2 separate regions of the Columba livia genome follow, and region 1 is linked to region 2. Evidence: chromatin contacts called from public Hi-C data. All regions are on one chromosome and are shown on one strand. Each heading gives the region's core, a stretch centred on a gene start, on an enhancer-like site or on the middle of the called end of the contact. The rest is flanking DNA. Distances are from core to core; before and after follow the strand shown. Region 1 holds the start of PTEN (phosphatase and tensin homolog). Region 2 holds the start of RNLS (renalase, FAD dependent amine oxidase).

Region 1 (5,548 bases), core at 362-2,861, 180 kb before region 2:
GTTTCTTCAAATGTAAGACCTAGCAAGCCGATCCCTTCGCAGACAGGGGAGATGGTGATTTCCAGCAGATTCCATTCCTGATGCTTTACACAAGTCAGACACGGCGATGTAGAGACAGCGCTTTTCCCTGCCAGGATAACTGTGATCCATGAGGGAAGGAGTGGGACACAAAGCCCCACAAAATAAACCGTTTCACAACAAGTATGAGGCTTTGGTACTTATTTTAAAAACGTTCTTTAAGCTGCAGTGGTTGTTAGCTGCTATCCTTATCTATAGGCGTCCCGAGTAAAGCTATAGCTAAATGCAAAGCTAAATGTATCCACGAGGTGTTGCGTCTACATGTCCCAACCCCCGCTCGGCCTCGGGCGCCCCGGGGCAGCAGGCGCCCGCCCCCGCTCGCTGCCCCGGGCCGGGCGGCTGCAGGGGGCGGTAGGTGCTCACGGACGGCGGCGGGAGGGCGGGCAGCGGCTCCCAGCCGGCCCAGCCCGCTCGGACTCACTGGGAACCCAGCGCGGCGGCGGGGAGGCGGGACGGACGAGTCGCCCCGCGGCCATGGGGTGACACCCCTCACGGCGCTCGGGGGCCACACCGGGTCCGTTACCCGCACCTCCGCTCGCCCTGGGCGCGGCCTTTGCCGCAGCGACCCGCGCTCCGGGGCGCACCCGGACCGCTCGGGGGCCGCAGCAGCGCCAAGCGCAGCACCCGGGCCCGCTGTCCCTCCGCTCCCCTCAGGGCCGGGCCCGGTGGCGGCGGCGGGGGGCGGGGCCCGGCCCGGCCACTTCCGCCCGTGGGGGAGGGGCCGCCGCGAGCGCAGCGGGCCGCCCACGTGACCCGTCGCAGCACCGCCACTCGCGCGGCGGCGTCTCTCGCTCTCTCTCTCTCCGTGCCTCCCGTATCCCTCCGCCCGCCGCCTCCTTCTTCCCCGCCGCGGGACGGGGGTTGGGTGCGGCGCGGCGAGAGGCGGGCGGGACGGCGGGTTGGAGCGAGGGAGGCGGCGGGGCGGGGCGGCGAGGTGGCGCGGGGCGGTGGCTCGCCGGTTCGCGGGGGACTACTTTGTCTATGCGGCGGAGGTGGCGGAGGGGGCGGGGCGGAGCTGCGTCCCCTCTCGGAAGCTGCAGCCATGATGGGAGTCTAGCGCTGGCGCGGCGCTGCTGGGCGCGGAGCAGGCCGGGGGTGATGAGCCAGGCCGCGCCGCCGGCCCGCACGCCCTGAGGAGCCGCCGCCGCCGCCGCTGTTGCTGCCACCCCGCCGCGGAGCGCCCGCCCGCCCGCCCGGCGGCGCGGCCCCACCGCGCGGCTCCGGGCCCGCCGCCGCTACCGCCGCCGCCGCCCCGGGCGGGGAGCGGAGCGGGGCGGAGCGGGGCCGGGCCGGGGGGGCGCCCCGCGCCGCTGTCACCATTGCTGGGGCCCGGAGCGCCGGAGAGCTGCTCTCTCCGCCTCCGCCTCGCTCGCCTCAAAGACGGCGGCGGCGGCGGCACCCTCAGGGACTCGGCCCGGCTCCGGACCCTCCCTGCTCGGCCGCCGCCGCCGCTGCTCCCGCCCCGCTCGGCGCAGCGGCGGCAGGAGGAGGAGGAGGGGGCAGCCGCCGCCGCCGGGAGCCGCCGCCGCGGGGGGAGGCGGGCCCGCCCGGGGCTGAGCCGCCGGCGCTGCAGGCCCCGCGCCCGGGGCCGCCCGGTGGCCGCTGGCCCGCCGCCGCCTCCCGGCCCCGCGCCCCGCCGCCCGCCCCCAGCGCGCTGTCCCGGAGCGGCCCCCGGCTGCCAGACATGACCGCCATCATCAAAGAGATCGTCAGCAGGAACAAAAGGCGATACCAGGAGGATGGCTTCGACCTGGACCTGACCTGTATCCTCCCGACGGGGACGGGGCCCGGCACCGGGCGCTGCACGTACAGCGATTGCATCAGACCTGCGCGGCGGTTACCTAACGCCGCCGCTCCGCCGGGAGCCCGCCGGGGCTCGCCCGGGCCGCCGCGCCCTCCCCCGCCGCCTCGGCCTCCTTTTGTCCGGGCGGCCGCCGAGCCGGGGCCCGGCAGCCGGGGCGGATTAACGGGAGCTCCGCGATGGCCAAGGATTAACGTTAGCGCTCCGTGGCCCGCCTGCTGCCACCCCCGTGTCGTGGAGCTGCTGTCCCCCCCCGGCCCGGGAGCCCCTGCTTGCTCCGGAGCACCGCGGGTCTGCCACTTATCTCTGCCTGTGTTGATTTTTGGGCTCATAGCAAATATGCCTGTCCTGCCGTGACTCACGTCCAGAGCACTTTCTATTTTTTTGTTTTAATTTTCGATTTAGTAACGGCTTGAATTGCAAGTATAACCGTGGCAGGCCTATTGCTTTAGTCTGCGCGGCAGGAGAGGCGAAGCCCGTGTCCTCTGCCCTGATTTCCATCCATTCAGCACAGCAGAGCTTGTGCTCGGTTGCAGTACAATGCAGCAACGCTCTTGATGACAAGAAGCGGCAGTTGCTTCTACCAATTTATTTTTTTTTAAAAAAGACAACTCTTTTTTCCTAACACGATGTGTGAACCACGTTTTGACATAATCTCAGATACAGTAAACACGAGGATGTGTTACAAATGAGAGCATGTTGGGTGTCGTCGAGGAGGATTGTCAGGAGTGTAATTCTGGAGTGTGTAATTAGCGTGCAGTTACAACAGTAGAGGAGCATTGCTAGCGTATAGTTTTGGTCACCTTTCAGACAGATGTGCTGTAGTGGCAGCGGGCAGATGTTTAGTTTTGAATCCCTTGCAGAGTTAATGGTATGTAGCGGCTGTCCCACGGGCATGGTCTTCTCTGTGGTGGAGAAAAATCGTTGGGTTTGAGAGATTTTGGAGCAAGAGCTTAGCTTAAAAATCAGAACTGTCCTAGGAAAAATTAGTATTGACGGTAGTATTCAAAGCTTGACTTATCCCTATGGAGAGAGTGCTTTCTGTTCTGCAACACGGTCAGGGTGAAATTCATTGTTCTTTGGAGCAATCATGCTCCTGGCATAGCAAATGTTACAGATAAATCCAGGATCAAACCCGGTAACCATCTGTAACTAGTGCAGAGCTCGTGCTGTTGCATTAAGCCTTGGCCTAAAACTTTGGTGGCTTTAAAGCAGCCTGAAAGGTTCTTGACTTCAGCAAGCGGCTGCTAAGCTTTTCGTTAAAAAGCAGTGGCTCTGGTATGTAATTCCTGCATTCTATTTCTGGTACTGATAAAATATAATATTAGGCTTGTGTACTTACTTGTTTGCACTTAGTTGTTTGGTTGACCTACGAGTAGGGCAATTGTAACACCGACTTAGGCCAGCGCAGCACGTACCGCTGACCTGCCGACAGAAGCTGGAGTTAAAGTTTTGGATCCTCCGAGTGCCAGGAACTTCAGGGTTATGAAAAGAGTGAAATGGTGACAAAATGATGAGGTTTTGGAAGCTGAAGAGTCTGGTGTTTCATGGATCTTTGCCCAGATGTGCCATTGGTGGGGAGAGATTTTCCGACTCAAACAGATCTTTTTAACCAGTCATCTGCTCCCAGCAAGAAAATTGGTCAATGTTGAGTCTGGATTTCTCGCTTAAGGTTGCTAATGGTATGTCAAACGGAATTTATTGCTTATTTTTCACTTGTTTTGTCTTGCTAATTCTATTCTTAGCATTTTGCATTAAAAGTAGGCCACTGATCGCTGGGCTTAGACTAATTTTTTAAAAGGAGTGGCTAGCTATAATTTTGTAGTGAAGTTAATGACGTTTATAGAAAAGGTGGCTTTTTCATGATTGCAAAAATACCTTTGGAAGATGTTTTTTGTAGCTGCACATTTTGAACAGATAATGAGTGAAGACTGCTGCCTGTACAGTATAATGGCTTTGCTCGAAGGCTGACATTGCTGCAGAAGCAAAAGTTTAATGTTTATGACTTTGTGCAGGCTTCTTGGAGACGTTCATTTTGCGGGGCTCTGATGGGATTGTTGCTTGTCGTAGCTGGAGAATAACCTATATATTTGTTACGTGGATGGAGGACCAAACGGGGAGTTAGCTCTCCAACCGCGCCATGTCGGATAAGAAAGACCACGCTGTTAGGGAAGGCATGTGGGGCATAGCAGGAGGGCTGGGGTTTAAGTTCTCAAGGGTACTTCTTGTCGTGTGCTGGAGCTTAAGGTGTCGAGACTGAAACAAGCAACCATCCGCATTCCTGCTGTTGGTTGGCTTTGCTTCCCTGTGCACCTCGTGTCCTCTGTTAGAGATTGCTGGTTATTTCAGGGTAGCTGCTTCTGTCAACCTAATAGAGAAAGGTTGACAGGAGTTGGGTGGCCCAGTGATTAGGGCATTTAGCTGGGATGTGGGAGCCAGAGGTGTGGATTCCTCCTGCAGGAAGTATTTCTGTACAGGTAGTTCAGAGGTGGTGGCTCTGAAATACTCAGTCGCTGGTGATGACAACCTGGGCTTTGGGAGGTGGAGCACCAAGTGAATCTGCAGTGAATCCAGGTGAGGTGCCTGATCTCCAGCTTGTATTCAGTCGTCTGTCTTGTCTTCTACCGATCTTTGAGGAGGGTTCGTGTCTCGGGTGGACAAAGACTTGTGGTCTGTACGTTTCGGTCACAGCTGGTTGTCCCGAGGTGTTGCAGGGAATGCTGGAGTGCCAAAAGGCAGGCTGGGTTGGGGCAGGAGTGCCAAAGTCCCCTTTGAGGACCGCTGTACTGAATCCGGTTAAAGCTCGTGTCGATTCACTATTATTATTATTACTACTATTATTATAATTGTTATATATTATTAATACGTGTGGTACAGCACATAAGGTTTGGGACTCTGGGTTCCTGACCAGTTGGTTAAGAATTCTTCCTGTGTGGATAATGTAGGATTTTAGGAAGGGGAAACAGTGACTTCTCAAAACCAGTAGCTTTACATACACAGTGTGGAAATAGTCCCTTGTGCTAGTTAGGAAACAAGTGTCTTTAAAAACCATACTGATGTTACTTTTCATTGAACCAAGTGTTCTTTTCTCTCTGAACAATCTTTTCATGCACCTCTTGGAAAAAAATATTTTGCAATTAGGAGCAGAAGGGGTTTTAAAGGCGGGGAACTTAATCTTTTTAATACTTTCAGATGTTGTGTTTATTCCTGATATATTTGGATTTCTATTTCATTTCTGTAATACTGGATACCTCTTGGTGTGAAAGAGAAGGAAAGTTTGGATTAACGGCTTTATTCTAAGATGGCTGCGTTTCTTTATGATGCAATGACCGCTCCGTTTTCCGAGGCAGTATAATCATTGATATTTCTGAAATTATGCAGCTTGGTTGTTGACCATTTTATAGCAGAGGACAGTGAAGAGACAACGTCTTGCACGTTGCATTGGTTCCTTGTGTCTTGAGAAGCTCGTGCACAACCGAGTTTAGCAAGTGGCTCAACTATTGGAGACTAAAGGGGGAAAATGTGTGTAACCGTTCCTCGTGCCCATTATAGCTTTGGTTAAGCTTTGTCTCGGATTTCCAGGCCTTCTGTTATGCATGAAAATGGCCATTTAGGCTGAGCATAGGGCAGAGCATGCCTACCCTCATGCTTAATTGAAGCATCTGTAGC
Region 2 (5,325 bases), core at 777-3,276:
AGGCGCAGTAAGTGGTTCCAAGACACCATGAGACAGAAGCTCCTCATAGAAGCTTAAAGGGAGCAAAAGACAAAGGGATGAAAATACAGCACATAAAAACCAACAGCAGTTGTCATTATTTTTCACAGTTTAAGTTAAGACCAGCCTAACTTTTAAATTTAGAAAACAGTTTTTAATGACCTCATTCAACCCTCATTTCAAGGTTATGCTTGAACAGGAACCACAGCTCTAAAAAGACAAACTACCTTGCTATTTTATTAGGGGCTGGCCCTTTGTGTGATACCAAGGCTCCCTACCATGCCTGTAAAAGACACTGTTGGTGGTTTGACCTGAAGGTTTCAGGACTGTGACGGGGCAGGCACGACAGCTACTTTAAGCTCAGAATATCAGCCCAGAATCACTGCTGTGATTCTGGCTGCAGGTGCTTGAAACACACCTGCCTTTTCTGGGGTTTCCACACAAATGCCACACTTTTGCACCACTGTTACACCACCGCCCCCTTCCCCAGGCTGCAGCAAACTGACCTGTGCACCCTGCAAGGCCCAGCAGGCCCTGCCAGCACCATCCTGCCGTCCCCTCAGCCAGGCAGCTGCTCTTGGGGACACTGACATCATGTTCCTGCTAAAACAAGGCACCTCCCGCTTGTTCACAGAATCCCAAGATGTGAGGGGTTGGAAGGGCCCTGGAAAGCTCACCCAGTGCAATCCCCCCATGGAGCAGGAACACCCAGATGAGGTTACACAGGAAGGTGTCCAGGCGGGTTGGAATGTCTGCACAGAAAGAGACTCCACAACCCCCCTGGGCAGCCTGGGCCAGGCTCTGCCACCCTCACCAGGAACAAGTTTCTTCTCAAATTTAAGTAGAACCTTTTGTGTTCCAGTTTGAACCCATTGCCCCTTGTCCTATCACTGGTTGTCACTGAGAAGAGCCTGGCTCCATCCTCCTGACACTCCCCCTTTATATATCTGTAAACATGAATGAGTCCCCCCCCAGTCTCCTCTTGTCCAGCTCCAGAGCCCCAGCTCCCTCAGCCTTTCCTCACACGGGAGATGCTCCACTCCCTTCAGCATCTTGGTGGCTGCACTGGACTCTCTCCAGCAGTTCCCTGTCCTGCTGGAGCTGAGGGGCCACAACTGGACACAATATTCCAGTTTTCTTTCATATCTACCTGCCCTGTCACCCGCACGACATTCAGGTGCCTCTGAGGTGTGCCAGGTGACCTCTGAAGGTCCCTTCCAGACCAAACCACCTACGACTCTCTGAGAAATGAAGCAGCGGGACGGCACTCACACACAGGTCTGCACCACGGAGGCGCGACACCCGCGGGCAGCGCGGAGTGGAGCAGAACGCGCCGTTCCGCCGCCGAGCGGGCGTTCCCCCCCTCTGTCCCACCTTTATCGCAGGCGGCAGGGCGGGGCGGGAGGCGGACCGGAGCGGGGAGCGCGGAGCCCACCCGCAGCACCGGGACCGGCGGGGCTGAGGGGGCGGGGCCAAGAAGGGGCGGGGTGGAAGGGGCGGGGCTTACCTGCGGCGCGGCTCCGCGCGTTCGGTGTCGAGGGTGACGTACTGCGCGCCCAGGTCGGCGGTGCAGGCGGCGTCCCGCGCGCTGCGACTCGTGCTCATGCGGCCCCCTGCGCAACGAGCCGGTCAGAGACCGCCACGCCACGCGACACGCCACGCCACGCCACGCGACACGCCACGCCACGCCACGCCACGCTCCCCACCGCCCGCCACGCCGGACCCACCTGCGCCGCGCGCCTTGTCCCAGACGGTGACGCTGCCCAGCGCCGCCCCCCGCAGCAGCGCCGCGCACGCGCCGCCCGTCAGCCCCGCGCCCACCACCAGCACTCGCGCCATGGCCCTGCCCCGCCCCGCTCTGCTCGGGGGCGGGACTCCCTGAGCCGGTCACGCCCCGCGGAGGGCACGTTCGCCCCGCCCATGGGCGGTGCCGAGGGGCGGGGAAGCGGGCTGCCACGCCCACAGGCGCGCGCGCGGGCGTGTGCACGCACATGCACAGGCGCGGTCACGCACAGCGCCCGCGCAGCGCGTCCGTGTGCACACAGTCCCAGAATGTCAGGGGTTGGAAGGGACCTCGGAAACCCATCCAGTGCAAACACACGTGCGCGTGTGTGCACACACACGTACACGTGCAGTCACACACCGCCCTCATGCTCACGTGCACACACACCCCCTGCACACGTGCACCCCTGTGCGCACATCCATGCACACGCACATGCAGTCACACACCTCCCTGCACACACATGCACACACACACCCCCTGCACACTCGCACCCCTGTGCGCGCATCCATGCACACATGCAGTCACACACCTCCCTGCACACACACATGCACACACCCCCCCTGCACACTCGCACCCCTGTGCGCACATCCATGCACACGCACATGCAGTCACACACCTCCCTGCACACACACATGCACGCACACCCCCTGCACACTCGCACCCCTGTGCGTGCATCCATGCACACACACATGCAGTCACACACCTCCCTGCACACACACATGCACGCACACCCCCTGCACACTCGCACCCCTGTGCGTGCATCCATGCACACGCACATGCAGTCACACACCTCCCTGCACACACACATGCACACACACCCCCTGCACACTCGCACTCCTGTGCACACATTCATGCACATGCACATGCAGTCACACACCTCCCTGCACACACACGTACACACACACACACCCCCTGCACACTCGCACCCCTTTGTGTGCATCATGCACACACACATGCAGTCACACACCTCCCTGCACACACACATGCACACACACCCCCTGCACACTCGCACTCCTGTGCGCACATTCATGCACATGCACATGCAGTCACACACCTCCCTGCACACACATGCACACACACCCCCTGCACACTCGCACTCCTGTGCACACATCCATGCACACATGCAGTCACACACCTCCCTGCACACATATGCACACACACACCCCCTGCACACTTGCACCCCTGTGCGTACATCCATGCACACGCACATGCAGTCACACACCTCCCTGCACACACACATGCACACACACCCCCTGCACACTCGCACCCCTGTGCGCACATCCATGCACACATGCAGTCACACACCTCCCTGCACACACACATGCACACACACACACCCTGCACACTCGCACCCCTGTGCGCACATCCATGCACACGCACATGCAGTCACACTCCTCCCTGCACACACACATGCACACACACACACCCTGCACACTTGCACCCCTGTGCGCACATCCATGCACACGCACATGCAGTCACACACCTCCCTGCACACACATGCACACACACACCCCTGCACACTTGCACCCCTGTGCGCACATCCATGCACACACATATGCAGTCACACGCCTCCCTGCACACACACATGCGCGCACACACCCCCCTTGCACACTTGCACCCCTGTGCGTGCATCCGTGCACACACACATGCGCACACACACCCCCCCTGCACACGCCACACCTCTACATGCAGCTCTTGTGCACAAACCCATGCACGCACACACACACACACATGCAAGTGTATAGACACACATAGGCACACACTCTTGCACACACATGCGGTCACACACCTCCCTGCATGCACACCCGTGCATACACACACCCCAACTTTTCTCTATTTTGTTTATTTTTCCTGCTTTTCTCTCCTTTTTCTTTCTTAAATCTTCATCACCCGTATTATTTGCAAAGTACAGGAAACACAGGCGAGGAGACGGCAGTTCCAGATGTGTTGTTCAGACTGATACTGCAGTGACCTGTTCCCTGAGACAGGCTGGGTCCTGTGTAGCCTTTCCCATGTGGTTGGCTCTGAAGTGCCTGCACATGGGGGTCCGGAGCCCCCCGTAATGCAGTTGATTTCTGGCTTCATCGGGGACACAAAACACACCATTGTCATCTGCCAGTGTGGATCCAAAAGACATCTAACAGGTCTCTGGTGAAAAAGCACAGCAGAAATACATCTCCTTAGGGGCAAAACAGTACTAGTAGGTTTGACATTCATTAAAGATTGCAAGAAAGAAATCCCGAAAAGCAATTACAAGACAGTCCAGCGTGTGGCTCCGATAGCCACGTGCGAAAAATCCCGATGAAAAAAGGGGCTTAGGGAATGTACAAACTGGCTACGCCTTGGGGTTTATCTGAGATGTTTTGGTAAGAAGATTTGAGTCGCTCGTTTTGCGCTGCGTGTTTTCTGACTAAAGGGCTTTCTCCAAAATCTGGTGTGTACACGACGTGATCAGGCAGTGCTGCAAAAAACACCCCTGGTAGGGCACTTATGCAGCAGATAGAGAGTTCAGTCCATGGTTGGTTGGTTATTATGACCGTCCCATCCATGCCGTGCTTACACCTGCGAGGGCGACGAATCATGGACCCCACACAATCCAATATGAATTCAAGTGAAGCCGTTTATTACTTGTTATAACTCTCCTTAAATATCTTTTTGACCTGTCCACGCGCTGTCCATGCATCAGAAAGCTACTTGTAATTGGTCAATAGCTGCTGTTCACGCGCCGCAAACTAATAGGTGATTGGATTATACAATTCTTACATAAGCTCTAATATTATACAAAACGTATCTATATTATAGCTGACTTGCTGATTCTTTTCTTCACTAGACAGTCTTCCTTTTGTTTTACCCAAGGTTGTATAAAGTCACGTAAGACACGTAGGCTGCTCGACTCTTGCTCTCTTGCTCTCTTGCTCTCTTGCTGAATACATAGGCCTCAGAGGCCTGTTCAGTTCAATTCCATACAATGTCCATTAACTTCAAGAAAATCACTCAAATGTCCCACATACACCCGTGGGCAGAGCGCTCGGAACATCCTCGTCTCTCACACCAGAGCAATTAAAACCATTAACTCTGTCCCAGGGTGTTGTCTCTTGCTCTCAAACCAAGTCCAAATAATGACCGTGCTAGCTACGAAAAGGTTTCTAACTGCACGAAGAAAATTAACTCATTTTCAGTCAAACCAGCACAGTATTTCACAAAGAAATAAGGTGAAGTCTTTCTGCTTTAAGAAATGAGACCTCTACAGATTCATGGCTTTACGGGTTTGGGACAAACTGTGTTAAATATTGCCAGGTTTGGAGCGTTTGCTCTGCACAAAACCACCATTTCTCTGCGTGGGCAAGCATGCGAGAAGATGTTTCTCCATCCCTGGCTCCCCTATATACATGGAAAACAGAGGCTGAACTGTTACAATACCTGAGTTCACATGAAACAACATATGCAGATCCTCCACAAAACCCAACTCCATAGGTTGACCTTTAGTTAGAAACAGTAGAATTGGCTTGAATTTCAGTGTTAAA

The links. Hi-C and Micro-C count contacts between places; a contact is called where the count stands out from the background.
Region 1: a contact with region 2 is called in a Hi-C map of liver, with 5 times the contacts expected there. The contact joins the promoter of PTEN here to the promoter of RNLS in region 2. A contact is called at or near these places in 2 of 2 Hi-C or Micro-C datasets (crop and liver).

What each region holds. Positions count from the first base shown.
Region 1 is chr6:36,535,236-36,540,783 of bColLiv1.pat.W.v2, reverse strand. PTEN (phosphatase and tensin homolog) reads left to right here and starts at 1,611. Exons shown (of 9, transcript XM_065068157.1): 1 at 1,611-1,841. The coding sequence starts at 1,763. ATAD1 (ATPase family AAA domain containing 1) reads right to left here and starts at 1,916. Exons shown (of 11, transcript XM_065068154.1): 1 at 1,840-1,916.
Region 2 is chr6:36,351,397-36,356,721 of bColLiv1.pat.W.v2, reverse strand. It overlaps RNLS (renalase, FAD dependent amine oxidase), which reads right to left and starts at 2,026. Exons shown (of 5, transcript XM_065068119.1): 1 at 1,746-2,026; 2 at 1-52. The coding sequence starts at 2,011.